Linked DNA regions of Mus musculus: regions 2, 3 and 4 are each linked to region 1. The links are chromatin contacts, called in public Hi-C and HiChIP or PLAC-seq maps. All regions are on one chromosome and are shown on one strand. Each heading gives the region's core, a stretch centred on a gene start, on an enhancer-like site or on the middle of the called end of the contact. The rest is flanking DNA. Distances are from core to core; before and after follow the strand shown.

Region 1 (2,541 bases), core at 23-2,522:
AAGCAAATTATAATAGCTTCCTGCTTCTGACTTGACACAGCAGCAAGGCTCTTCCCACCAAATAAGGGCGAAACTGCCCTTGAAGCCCTTGTCTATCCAGAACAGCATGTTTTAACGTTAAGCCTGAGGATTTTCCAGTCTTGAGGCAAATGCCTGTTCCATTGATGACTATAAGTAAGGGTCTGGTCTTCTGGCAGTGCCTGGCTATCATTTCTGTAATGGCTAACTGTACACCATTGGCTAAAGGAAAGGGAAAACAGTGGCTTGTGACATCTTGGAACACAGAACACCCATTGAGACTAATATGTCTGAAAATGTCGTGGAAAGGATGTGCAGGATCTCAGAAGACCTGACACACCGTTATCTTGCTGTTTGTGAGGCGGCACGTCTACGAAGGAGAACAAAGCAGACACCAAACACCGCATGTGTGAAGGGTAAGGACCAGCTTCGTTCTTCTGTCTGCTCATGGGAAGTAACCAGGTACTATTTCTTTGAGTGTTACCCCAGAGGAATTTAGCTTCCTCTCGTTCTCAAATGCTTTTCTATCTCCAGACAGGGTCTTTCTCTGGATAGTAAGCTGGCCCCCTACTCACCATGAGGCCCAAGCTTTCCTGAAGAGTCTTGGTCCCCCTGCCTCAGTCTCTCTAATGCTGGGATTGCAGATGTGACCCTCCACATCACCTTCTGGTGTCTAATTTTTATCCTTGGTTAGTGCAGTGTCTCCCTTAGCCAAGTTGTGGCCTTACACAGAAGTTTACCCTCAGACCAGACCAAGCCTAAAGGAAGCAGAAGCTGACTCCCCGTGGAGCCTTGCCTGGTTTTTCAGTGGCACATCCTGCTGATTTCTGGTCACACTGACAGAGCTTGTTTCTCTTTAATCATTATCCCCGGCTGCCCACGCTGTCATTTAAAAACAATAAATGCTGATTATGAAAATAATAATTACCATTTGGAAAACGGAGCATGCTGTCCTCTCTACCATTACAGTTTACAAATGTGCTGTCAGATTTGCCCCTTCCCCCGCAGGATGTGAGGAAGCCAACCTTGATCCCCCACCCACTTCAGGCACCGCTGGACAGGGAGAAGGTTTCAGTCTGAGGCAGTTGGAAGTTCACATGCACATGGAGACAGCTGCCAACCCTCATTCTCATACAAGGAAGGAAACAGGCAGGAAATGAGAAAGAGGCAGTAGTGAGCTTTTATATTTATAGGGGAAACAGCACCAGACTGGGGGCTGAGCCTCAGTGTGAGTCCCAGCTTTGTTGGTATTGAGCTGTTCTCCAAAGAGATCCTCTCACTGTTGGTTTCGCTTTCCCTTCTTTCTCATAGTTTTGAAATAGGACAATTGATTTCATTTCTCTCATTTCTATAAATTGCTCCATCTCTAAAGCTGGGATAAGTGTTGATTGCATTAATCTCCTTTCTCATCTGCCACGGCCCTTCCTGTTTCCGCTCAGCACACTGCTCTCCCCTGTTCTCATTACCCAGATCTCTCGCTCTTCCATTTGGCAGGAAGTAACGTTCATGGATTGAGCAAATTCCCCCACTTCTCATATCTGTGCTGTTCTTTTCCCAGCCTTTTGTCCCAAATCCACCCCTGCTCTGTGGCTGTCACTGATAAGTGAATGAAAGTGCCTTTATTGGGAACCTACAATGAAAACTCTTCAGTTTTGCTTTAAGAAGATAAACGGGGCTTCAGCATGTCCCCAGGCCTCTGTGAGACAAGGGCTGAGCAGCGTGAACCCTCTTTGCTTCATGCTCATCTCTCTCTATGAGGTGAGCTCTCTGTGGCTGTTGGCCACACTCTGAGGTTTCTTCCTACTTCTTCGGTTCCTTTTGCTAGATTTGCCTTTTTGACCGGTTCACTAACTAGCTATAATTTCCAAGGGCTCTATTCTCTCATTATAAATACATATGTATATGTGGATATGTATTATGTATATGTACATATACACATACAACAGAAATGAGTGCTTCTGGCCACCAAAAGATATGACAGGTTGGGGTCCTGACTTTTTACTTTATTTTTGTAGACCCTATGTACAAGATGTGAGGTGGCTCCCCATTAGGCATTCACTGCTCATAGTAGGAGGTATACAATGCTTTTTGCTCTTGGTCAATACAAGCCTTGGAACTAAACCTTGATTCCAAAGGACCTACTATTCTGACCTCAACTGGGGTTATATTTCCTTTCTTCAGATTCCAATGCTGGCCCACAATCTTCATTCAAGAGTTAGCATGTCCCCAGTTTTAGAGAAGGAATCAGACAAGCATCCCATATACTACCTGATACTCTCAAGTTTCACTATATTCATATTCATCTATTTTGGCAAATGCTTTTGATCAAACACATAACACATATGTAATGGAACATGGTGGAAATAAAATGGGGTTGATAGATAACTGTAGGATTTTGTAGCAAATCTGATTTTGGTGTCATCTTGTGAAAAAAAAACTTTAATATTTCAGTGCTCTGTGGGCTTTAGAATGACAAGAGGGCTTTAGGTGTAGCTCAATGCTAAGAGCAGGCTCAGGGCATAT
Region 2 (2,541 bases), core at 20-2,519, 250 kb after region 1:
GTATGCTCAGTTTTAAAAGAAATTGCCAAGCTACTTTCCAGGTTGGGTATGCCATAGAGTCCCTCCAACAGTGTGTGCGGACTGGGCTTCTCCAAGTCATCAAAAAAGCAAAATAAACAAACAACAACAAACAAACAAGAAACTGCTTGCCCCTGTCACTTTGACTGTAGCTGCCCAGCAGGTGTGAAATCTGTTCTTCGTTGCTGTTGTTTGTTTGTTTGTTGCATGTCTACGGGCTAGTCTTTTTGATGTGTTCCTTGTCTTCTCTGCTACCCTATCTAAGAATTTGCCAGCAATATTTTAAAGCTCAGGAGATGGCAGATAAAACTCCCTGGGGATGGAAATGGGGTTTGTCTTGTTCATTAGCCACTTAATTCTAAGAACTCACTACTGAGTGGGAAGCAACACATTACCTCAGTGCTGCTGCTTTTTTAAAAAAGCTACAAACTCAATACCTCAAAACAGCACACATTTATTCTTTTAAAGTTCTTGACACCAGAGTTTGGAATTTCATTGGGTCCAAATCAGTCAGGGGAGACTCTGGGCACTGTAGAGGGAATCTGTTCTCTCCTGACTCTCTCCTTCTCTCCTCAGGTCCTCCTGCAAGATGGCTTGCCTTCTGTTCTGTAGTGAAATAAATATTCCTTTACCTCACTTCCCCTTTGGTGATATACCTGATTACATGTAGAATCTACCTAAATAATCGAGGGTAACACACTCTAGGTTTCTTTTGCCATTTAAAGAAACTTCCTGGGATTAGGCCGTGAATATCTCTGGGGTATTTCAGCTGACTACCCCAGAGATAGGTCAGCAATCTGTCTGCATGAGGAGGCCTCTGAGGTTTAGGTTTGGAGTTGGTTGGTTCGGACAACGGTTCCTGTTGAGGGGTCTTCTGGAGGCTCAGGTAGGTCCTAGAGGCATGCTGATTTGGGCTCCATAGCCCTTACGGCTCCTCTCACTCTTTTTCCTAGAAACAAGAGGAGCGGACAGCACTTGGGCAGCCACCGGGTGGTGGAGGGGCCTCTGATGGTGCCCAACATCCTGGCCCTAGTCTTCTACCACCCACGCTTACTACACAGCAACCCCTTTCCCATCCCCATCTCCTTACCCTTACCCTTACACTTGCCGCCCCTTGGGAGTCGGCCACGCTGCAATCTCTCAGGTGGCCAGCAGGGGTCAGCATCCCCGCGCAGAGGGTCTCGAGGCTGCGATGGGTGGAGCAGGGCTCGGTGGTGTCCTCCTGCCACCTCTGGTACAGGTCCTGAGTACAGCCAATGTGTCTCCACTGCTTACCCGCTCTCTTCTCTTCGCTTTCCACCTACGAGAAGGCGGCTCCCTCGGGGTCAGCTTGGAGGAAGCTAGCCTCCACAGAAGAGCCGGGAAGGAGGACCAGAGGCACCGGAAGCCCAGAGGCCTTCCTGAGAGCAGGAAGCTGTTAGATTTAGAATGAATTTTCTCCCAAGTGTCTCAGATTGTTGGCCAAAGTTACTCTGATTCTAACGTCCCGTGGTTCCTCGTCCAGCTGGTGGGTTTGGGTGGAGCCTGGTGGAATGCTTGGGCCAGTGCCTCGGGTCTGCAGTAAGAGAGCCTGGCAAAGCCAGGCATTAAAACCTCAGCCCAATTACGTTCTTTTCCACTTGTGTCCTTCCTAATTAAAGGAGGCCCTCTTGATGCCAGCATGGAATGCTGCAGACAAGGAGAAACTAAATTCTGGTCTCGAACTCAACAGCCTGTCTTTAAAGCAGATTCATTATTCACGATGAATAAAAAGTAGCTATAAACACTTGTGTATGGTGGTATGGATATACATTTCCGTAGTTGGGAATGTCATGTGTTTTTCTTGCTTGTAGAATTTCTGATTGAAAATCTTTAAGATAGTTGGAAAACAACACAGGTATCGTGGACTGAGTGGTTGTTTTGTATCAGGCAGAATATGTGTCTGAAAGGGGCGGGAGGGTCTTCCGGTCCACCCTGACTTTGGGAAGCTGCAGCATACTAGCTCTGTAGGGCATTCGGTGCTGCAGCAAAGACAGCCCTGAGAGAGACCCTTGGTGGATGGCCCTTTACTGTATGCCTGAAATCTGCATCAGCTTGGTCTAGGAGGCTTGTCTCTTTGGAATTTCTTTGTGGTGACATGGTCAAATCAAAGACATGCAGAGCCAGGCCCCGTCTTAGCTGTCCTGGGTTGCATCTAACTGAGTCCCCCATTTCCCTGACCATGTTTCCTGACTACCTCAGTCTATGGAATGTTGACTTTGTTCTTCAGCTCATTTTCTTCACCTTTACAAGAGATGTTTGTAACAGAGTAAAGCGGGGCTAACTAACACTTTCTAGTACCTCAAACAATTGCCACACTGCCAGATATACTTGTTTCACAGGATCATCTGCAATGCTAAATTTCCTTTTTATGTCATCCGTGGAAGCTCCTAACCAAAGGGGGATGGAGAATACTCACGAGTCTGAGTGATGTTGCATGTCATTGTGTGGTCTCACTATAAGCACTTCTGAGGGCTAAGCTTTCTCAGGTCCTGATGAAATAGC
Region 3 (2,541 bases), core at 28-2,527, 210 kb after region 1:
GTAGCTATAATGAATGATGCTCCTGGCACCCTTCCACTCACTGTAAAGTATGTTTAAGGACAAATTTCAACAAGATTAAAATTCAACTAAGCTGTAAAACAATGAAAGTAATTTAAGATTGTCTAAATATGTGGCATCTCAGACTCAAACTTTGATCAGATATCACAGTATGCATAGAAAATTATACAGTAAAATTGTGCACAGAACACCACTAGCTACTGTTCAAAACACCAAAGGCCTGATAGTGCTTTAGTTAGACTCTCCAACAGGATTCTGTTCTGTGTGAATAAACCCTGTCCGCCTCACCATTCCTGCACACTTAGCCGGTATACGCCATCCTCAGCAATGCTAGCAAGGGCAGAGAGAAAGCCCAAGTCTAAATTTTATAATGTTAAGCTAAGGCGTGCCCAGGGGATAGGAAACCATGAGCTAGACTCTTCTTTATTTTTTTTAAACATACATTTATTTTGGGGCATTTGGAGAGAGGTACACCACAATTTACATGTAGAGGTCAGAGGACAACTTATGGGAATCAGTTCTCTTTTACCAGGTGGGTCCTGGGGACTGAACTCAGGTCTCCACACTTTGCAGCAAGTGCCTTAATCCCTTGAGCCATCTCATCAGCCCCAGATTTTCCTGATGAAGAGTATTCATGATGGTGCTTATGAAACTTAAGAGTAAAAGGATTCTAGTAAATTAAGATCAGAGAAGCTAATTGAATTGGTCAATGCAGTATGTTTATAAGTCATTACCAGAAGTAATAACCACATATGGCAGGATAGGATGCTAGAGAAAGAAAGCCTTTCCAGGTAAAGGGCTAAACAAACTGTTCATCTAAGGGAAAAACACACCCAAAGAGTGCTTCCTGTATTATACCATTTAATAGCATCTTGTTATGTTTTTTATTTAGATATGACATTCTTGAAATAAAATTAACCAAAAGCAGATTCATATAGTTGGGAAGATGGGTCAGTGGGCAAGAATGCCCCCTTTGCAACCACAAAGACTTGAGTTTAAATACCCAGCTCCCATGTAAATAGGAGCTCATAACCTCAGCACTGGGGCCAGAGTGGGCAGATCTGGAGAGCTTGCTGGCCAGCCAGTCTAGCCAAATGGTGAGCTTCTTGTTCAGTGAGACAGTGTCTCAAAGCAATCAGATAGGGGCAGAGGTGCAGTAAACACAAAAGCCTACTCTGGAGTACCACATGGGCCTCTCTGTACACCCACTTGTATCTCTCATATGGGCATGTGCACCCACACCCATATCAAACAATAACATCTCTCTCCTAAAACCAACAATCACAGTACTGGTTACAAGAGGTAAGGCATCGATGGGAGCAGGATGAAATGGTTGTGGCTGTGAAAGTGTGACAAGAGGGCTCTGGTGGGGGCGCTATCTGTGTACTGACTACAATGTGCATATCTTGGTTTTTTGGTTTTTTTTTTTTTTTTTTTGTGATCTTTCGTGGCGTTTACAGTTCTGGAGATTGAACCCAGAGCCACGAGACTGTTAAGCATGTGCACACCTGTAGACCCAGTCTCTCCCAGCCAACAGGAAGGGCTTGCCCATGTTAGGAACCTGTTCTTGGGCAGCCCTCCCTGGCATTGCTTCTCTGCTCATCCCCTTAACCCTGAGTCCACGTCTCCTGTCAGAACGGCCTGTATGTGAGGTTACAAAGGTTGAAGGGAAGTCCCGGCAACAGATTTCAGGAAGTAGAGATCTAAAGCCACATCATTCTGTAGTGTGCTCAGCTTTATGCAATCCAGCTGTCTGCATGCTGGGCTCAAAAACTCCTGCTTCCTGGCAAAATGACAGGAAGAGAAGTAACCATATATGTATTTCCTGCCCACTACCTGGAACAGACAGACAAGAAAAGAGGAACTGTAAAATTTGAACACTATAACCATTATGTAGCCACGTGCCTCTTCCCTTCACTCCTCTTCCCTGTCCTCCTCCCCTTTCCTCTCCCTCTCCCCCCCTTCCTTCATCTTTCATTCCTTCCCTCCCCTCTCCTATTCTCTCCTCCCCTCTCCTCCTCTCCCCTTTCCTCCTCTTCCCTTTCCCTTCCTTCTTCCTCTCCCCTCCCTTCTTCCCCCCTTTCCGTCTTCCCATTCCCTCCCCTCCTTTTCCCTCTCCCCTCCCCTCCCCTTTCCACACCTTCCCTTCCTTCCCTCCTCTCTCTTATTCTCTCCTCCCCTCTCCTCCTCCTCTCCCCTCTCCCTCTTCTCTTTCCCTCCCTGCCCCTCTTCCCTTCCCCTTCCCTCTTTCCCTTCCCTCTTCCTCTTTCCTCCCCTTTTCTTTCCCCTTTTCTCACCATCTCCTTTTCTTTCTAGCTTCTCATGTAGCTCAGGATACTCTCACACTCACTATGTAATGCAGGAAGACCTTAAAATTCTAATCCTCCTGTCTCAACCTCAATCTCCTAGATGCTGGGAAGACAGTATGTTTCACCATGTCTGGCTTATACTAAATTTTCTCAAAAGTTAGCAACTCTGCCTCTTTCTTCTGACCTTGGAGACTGTGTGGATCTTCAGGGGTCA
Region 4 (2,541 bases), core at 18-2,517, 180 kb after region 1:
AGTAGAGTCTTCCCAGGACTAGAAGGATCCCGTGCTGAGCAGAAGGCTGGAACACCGTGCTGTCATGAGTGGAGCCCTCTGGCCTGGCACTTGTGGCCTCCCTTTCCTGCCTTCTTCACAGAATGTGAGAGGTCCTCAGAGATGTCTAGAAGCTTTAAGTCTTCCAAAGACACAGAATTGGATGATACAGAAAAGTTTAGCCATGCAATTCTTGAAACTGACCAAACCATGCAGATACAATCTGTTTTTTTTTTTTTTTTAATTCATTTGCTTGGTATGTAAAAGTCACATTGTGTGTCTATTTGGTTAAAGAGATGTAGAAAAGGTGCTTTTAAAATTTATTTTTTGAGTTGCTTAACATCTTTATTTTTTACAATGAACATGTTAGTTATATAATCAGAATTGCTATAATACATATATACATATCTAAGGATATATATACACATATATAGGTAAAATATATACACATATATACATATCTAAAGGAATATTAAATGAATAATAATGCAACAATTATATATTTGTCAATATCTTGACCAAAGTTAGGACACTTAACTCAGATACTGATGTCTTGTGGGATGCAGGTGCTTATATTTGGGAACCTGTGAGGAATGGGGTGAAGCCTGCTGCGCCCCCACATGGGGAAGCAGGAGAACTAACCTCATGTCCTGGGAAACTCTGGCAGTGCCCTCGGAGACAGGCCCTTGTAATTTTAGTCTTGTCCAGAAGGTTCCATTTTAGAGTCTGAGGTTTCTTTCTTTTAAACTGGGGTCATCCAATGAGCTTTGCTTAGTTTCTGTGGCATGAGGTCTTTGTGCTGTTGTGTATCCCTGACCCAGGTTGGGTAGGCAACACAGAAGGAACATCCTAGGATCTTGATGTCTCTGATTTGGGAGAGCTACAACTGAGCTGACATCCTCTCTCAGTGGACCATTGCTAGGTACCAAGTTCATGGTGCTGACTTTCCCACAGGGAGGCCGTAATTGGACAGAAGTCCTGGTGGAAAGGAGTCCTGATGTGTAGGAACCCTGGGCTCACTGTCTTCAGAAGACTTTCCCAAATCATACTCAAGTTACCTACTAACTGTAGTAGGGCCAGCCATCACTAGCAAAATTCATTTCTTTCCTTAGGGGCTGATTCACCCGCCATTCTTCACACTTTGATTCCTGTCTTGGTTGTCTGATGTGGTGCAGCAGTAGATTGGGCAACAACGTGTACCCATCATGCAGTGCTAGGGGCACAGTTCCTAAGAAGTGAGTCTGTGGTTAGGCAGTTATGAAGAGGGATATACAGAGGATCAGGCTGCCACAGCATAGGCAGAGCAGGGGTGGTGTGTGGGGGTCAGAGGCAAGTGGGAAACATTTGACTCAGACACAAGGAAACCAATTCTAGGTGACAAGAGGTAGATAAGTGGAGGGACAGTGAGCTCTGCTGAGACAGTCCTTACCTTTCATCCCTAAGGTAGCTGGAGAAGAAAGCACAGAATTGGACAGTTGCCAGACTCAGATCCTGGAGGCTCTTCCAGAACAGGGCATCTCAGTTGAGTACAATTCTGCCCTCTAGGGACATCCAGCAGAGTGTCATAAGGCTGTGTGGGGTCTGGGTGAGTCACTCTAAGGAAATAAAGTCTCAGCAATGCACAGGAAAGCCCTTGACCACAAAGGACGACCTGGCTCAGAGCATTGTCAGAGTTGAGGTTGAAAAACCCTCTTCTGAGACTTTCTTTTTTCCCTTTTCTAAAGCATGGGGGAATCATGAAGGGGCTTTACCCAGGAGAGTGTTGGGTTAGTGTTATATTTATAACCAAGTGTAGCTCCTCTGAGAAAGTTCTGTGGCTCAGCTGTGGTGTTTACAGTCATTTTCTTTCATGGTTCCAAAGCTGTGCTTCAGATGGGAGTTTCCAGCTATGATATTGCCACCCTAGTATTTACCCTTTGGCTGGCCTTATCGGGTCATCTCCCCAGGGCAGAGACCCGATTCAGAGCTAAGCAGCACAAGGGCTTTTTTTCTGAGCTACACAACAAAAGTCACCACACTAGGGCTTGGTAACTATTTCAGCATCTGAAATAGCAGGCAGAAAAATACCTTGGAGATGTCCATGATGCTAATCTCCCAGATCTGTGAATATGTCATGTTACACGCAAAGGAGGCTTTTGCAGATGTGATTAGTTATGGATTTTGAGATGTGAGAAGATTATACTGGATTACATGAGCAAACTCAGTGTCAACAAAAAGGTTCTTAGGAGAGGAAAGCAGGCTCACGCATGAGCAGAAGGGGGTGGGCACGCTGTAGGGTTGGGGTTGGGTCAGATTCAGATGATGGAAACAGGCCAGAGACAGATCGGAAAATGATATGTTGACAACTTTGAAGATGGAGGAACTGTCACTGTCACCCTGTGTTGACACCTGGCCATAGAAACTGGATTCTAAAAAGAGATGTTTGTGACCCTTCCTTCTACTTTCAAACTATTAAACCAGTTGACCACAAAGAATTAAAATTTCTCTACACTAGTAAAAGAGTTACAGCTCTTGGGTCAGGCA

What was found. A called contact is a pair of places that touch in the nucleus more often than the background predicts. HiChIP or PLAC-seq counts read pairs in DNA pulled down with a chosen protein or histone mark.
Region 2: a contact with region 1 is called in a Hi-C map of liver, with 2.9 times the contacts expected there. The contact joins two enhancer-like sites. A contact is called at or near these places in 7 of 39 promoter capture datasets (3T3-L1-derived adipocytes, the HPC-7 cell line, HPC-7-derived erythroid cells and 4 more), 4 of 484 Hi-C or Micro-C datasets (bone marrow-derived macrophages, embryonic stem cells, group 2 innate lymphoid cells and 1 more), 10 of 115 datasets of contacts at active chromatin or transcription factors (bone marrow-derived macrophages, craniofacial prominence, embryonic forebrain and 4 more) and 1 of 9 other capture datasets (embryonic stem cells).
Region 3: an H3K4me3 HiChIP or PLAC-seq map of bone marrow-derived macrophages shows a contact between it and region 1, with 5 times the contacts expected there. The contact joins two enhancer-like sites. A contact is called at or near these places in 7 of 39 promoter capture datasets (the 3T3-L1 cell line, the C10 cell line, epiblast stem cells and 3 more), 3 of 15 datasets of contacts at CTCF or cohesin (CD8 T cells, the NIH/3T3 cell line and large pre-B cells), 7 of 484 Hi-C or Micro-C datasets (B cells, bone marrow-derived macrophages, embryonic stem cells and 4 more), 9 of 115 datasets of contacts at active chromatin or transcription factors (CD8 T cells, the SCID.adh cell line, bone marrow-derived macrophages and 6 more) and 5 of 9 other capture datasets (adipose tissue, bone marrow-derived macrophages, embryonic stem cells and 2 more).
Region 4: an H3K27ac HiChIP or PLAC-seq map of thymic regulatory T cells shows a contact between it and region 1, with 6 times the contacts expected there. The contact joins two enhancer-like sites. A contact is called at or near these places in 8 of 39 promoter capture datasets (the 3T3-L1 cell line, Sertoli cells, embryonic stem cells and 3 more), 2 of 15 datasets of contacts at CTCF or cohesin (CD8 T cells and large pre-B cells), 11 of 484 Hi-C or Micro-C datasets (CD4 T cells, CD8 T cells, the N1E-115 cell line and 7 more), 19 of 115 datasets of contacts at active chromatin or transcription factors (the 230-238 cell line, CD8 T cells, the SCID.adh cell line and 13 more) and 1 of 9 other capture datasets (liver).

The regions. Positions count from the first base shown.
Region 1 is chr11:22,870,757-22,873,297 of GRCm38.p6, reverse strand. No RefSeq gene overlaps it. Among named protein-coding and RNA genes, the nearest start is that of Gm24917, 3.1 kb to the right of the region's middle. Within about 2 kb of position 1,272, at least 132 of the 459 cell types and tissues checked have an H3K27ac peak or open chromatin away from gene starts, as enhancers often do. A contact at or near this core is called in B cells, CD8 T cells, the N1E-115 cell line and 13 more, where this site is marked.
Region 2 is chr11:22,616,404-22,618,944 of GRCm38.p6, reverse strand. Gm12052 (predicted gene 12052) reads right to left here. Exons shown (of 5, transcript NR_166746.1): 3 at 2,456-2,541; 4 at 1,115-1,588; 5 at 453-624. Among named protein-coding and RNA genes, the nearest start is that of Gm12052, 6.0 kb to the right of the region's middle. Within about 2 kb of position 1,269, at least 136 of the 459 cell types and tissues checked have an H3K27ac peak or open chromatin away from gene starts, as enhancers often do. A contact at or near this core is called in bone marrow-derived macrophages, heart atrium and liver, where this site is marked.
Region 3 is chr11:22,665,412-22,667,952 of GRCm38.p6, reverse strand. It overlaps Gm40816 (a long non-coding RNA gene), which reads right to left. Exons shown (of 3, transcript XR_872306.2): 3 at 1,429-1,854. Among named protein-coding and RNA genes, the nearest start is that of Gm40816, 13 kb to the right of the region's middle. Within about 2 kb of position 1,277, at least 67 of the 459 cell types and tissues checked have an H3K27ac peak or open chromatin away from gene starts, as enhancers often do. A contact at or near this core is called in B cells, the SCID.adh cell line, bone marrow-derived macrophages and 1 more, where this site is marked.
Region 4 is chr11:22,692,282-22,694,822 of GRCm38.p6, reverse strand. No RefSeq gene overlaps it. Among named protein-coding and RNA genes, the nearest start is that of Gm40816, 39 kb to the right of the region's middle. Within about 2 kb of position 1,267, at least 112 of the 459 cell types and tissues checked have an H3K27ac peak or open chromatin away from gene starts, as enhancers often do. A contact at or near this core is called in CD8 T cells, the N1E-115 cell line, the SCID.adh cell line and 10 more, where this site is marked.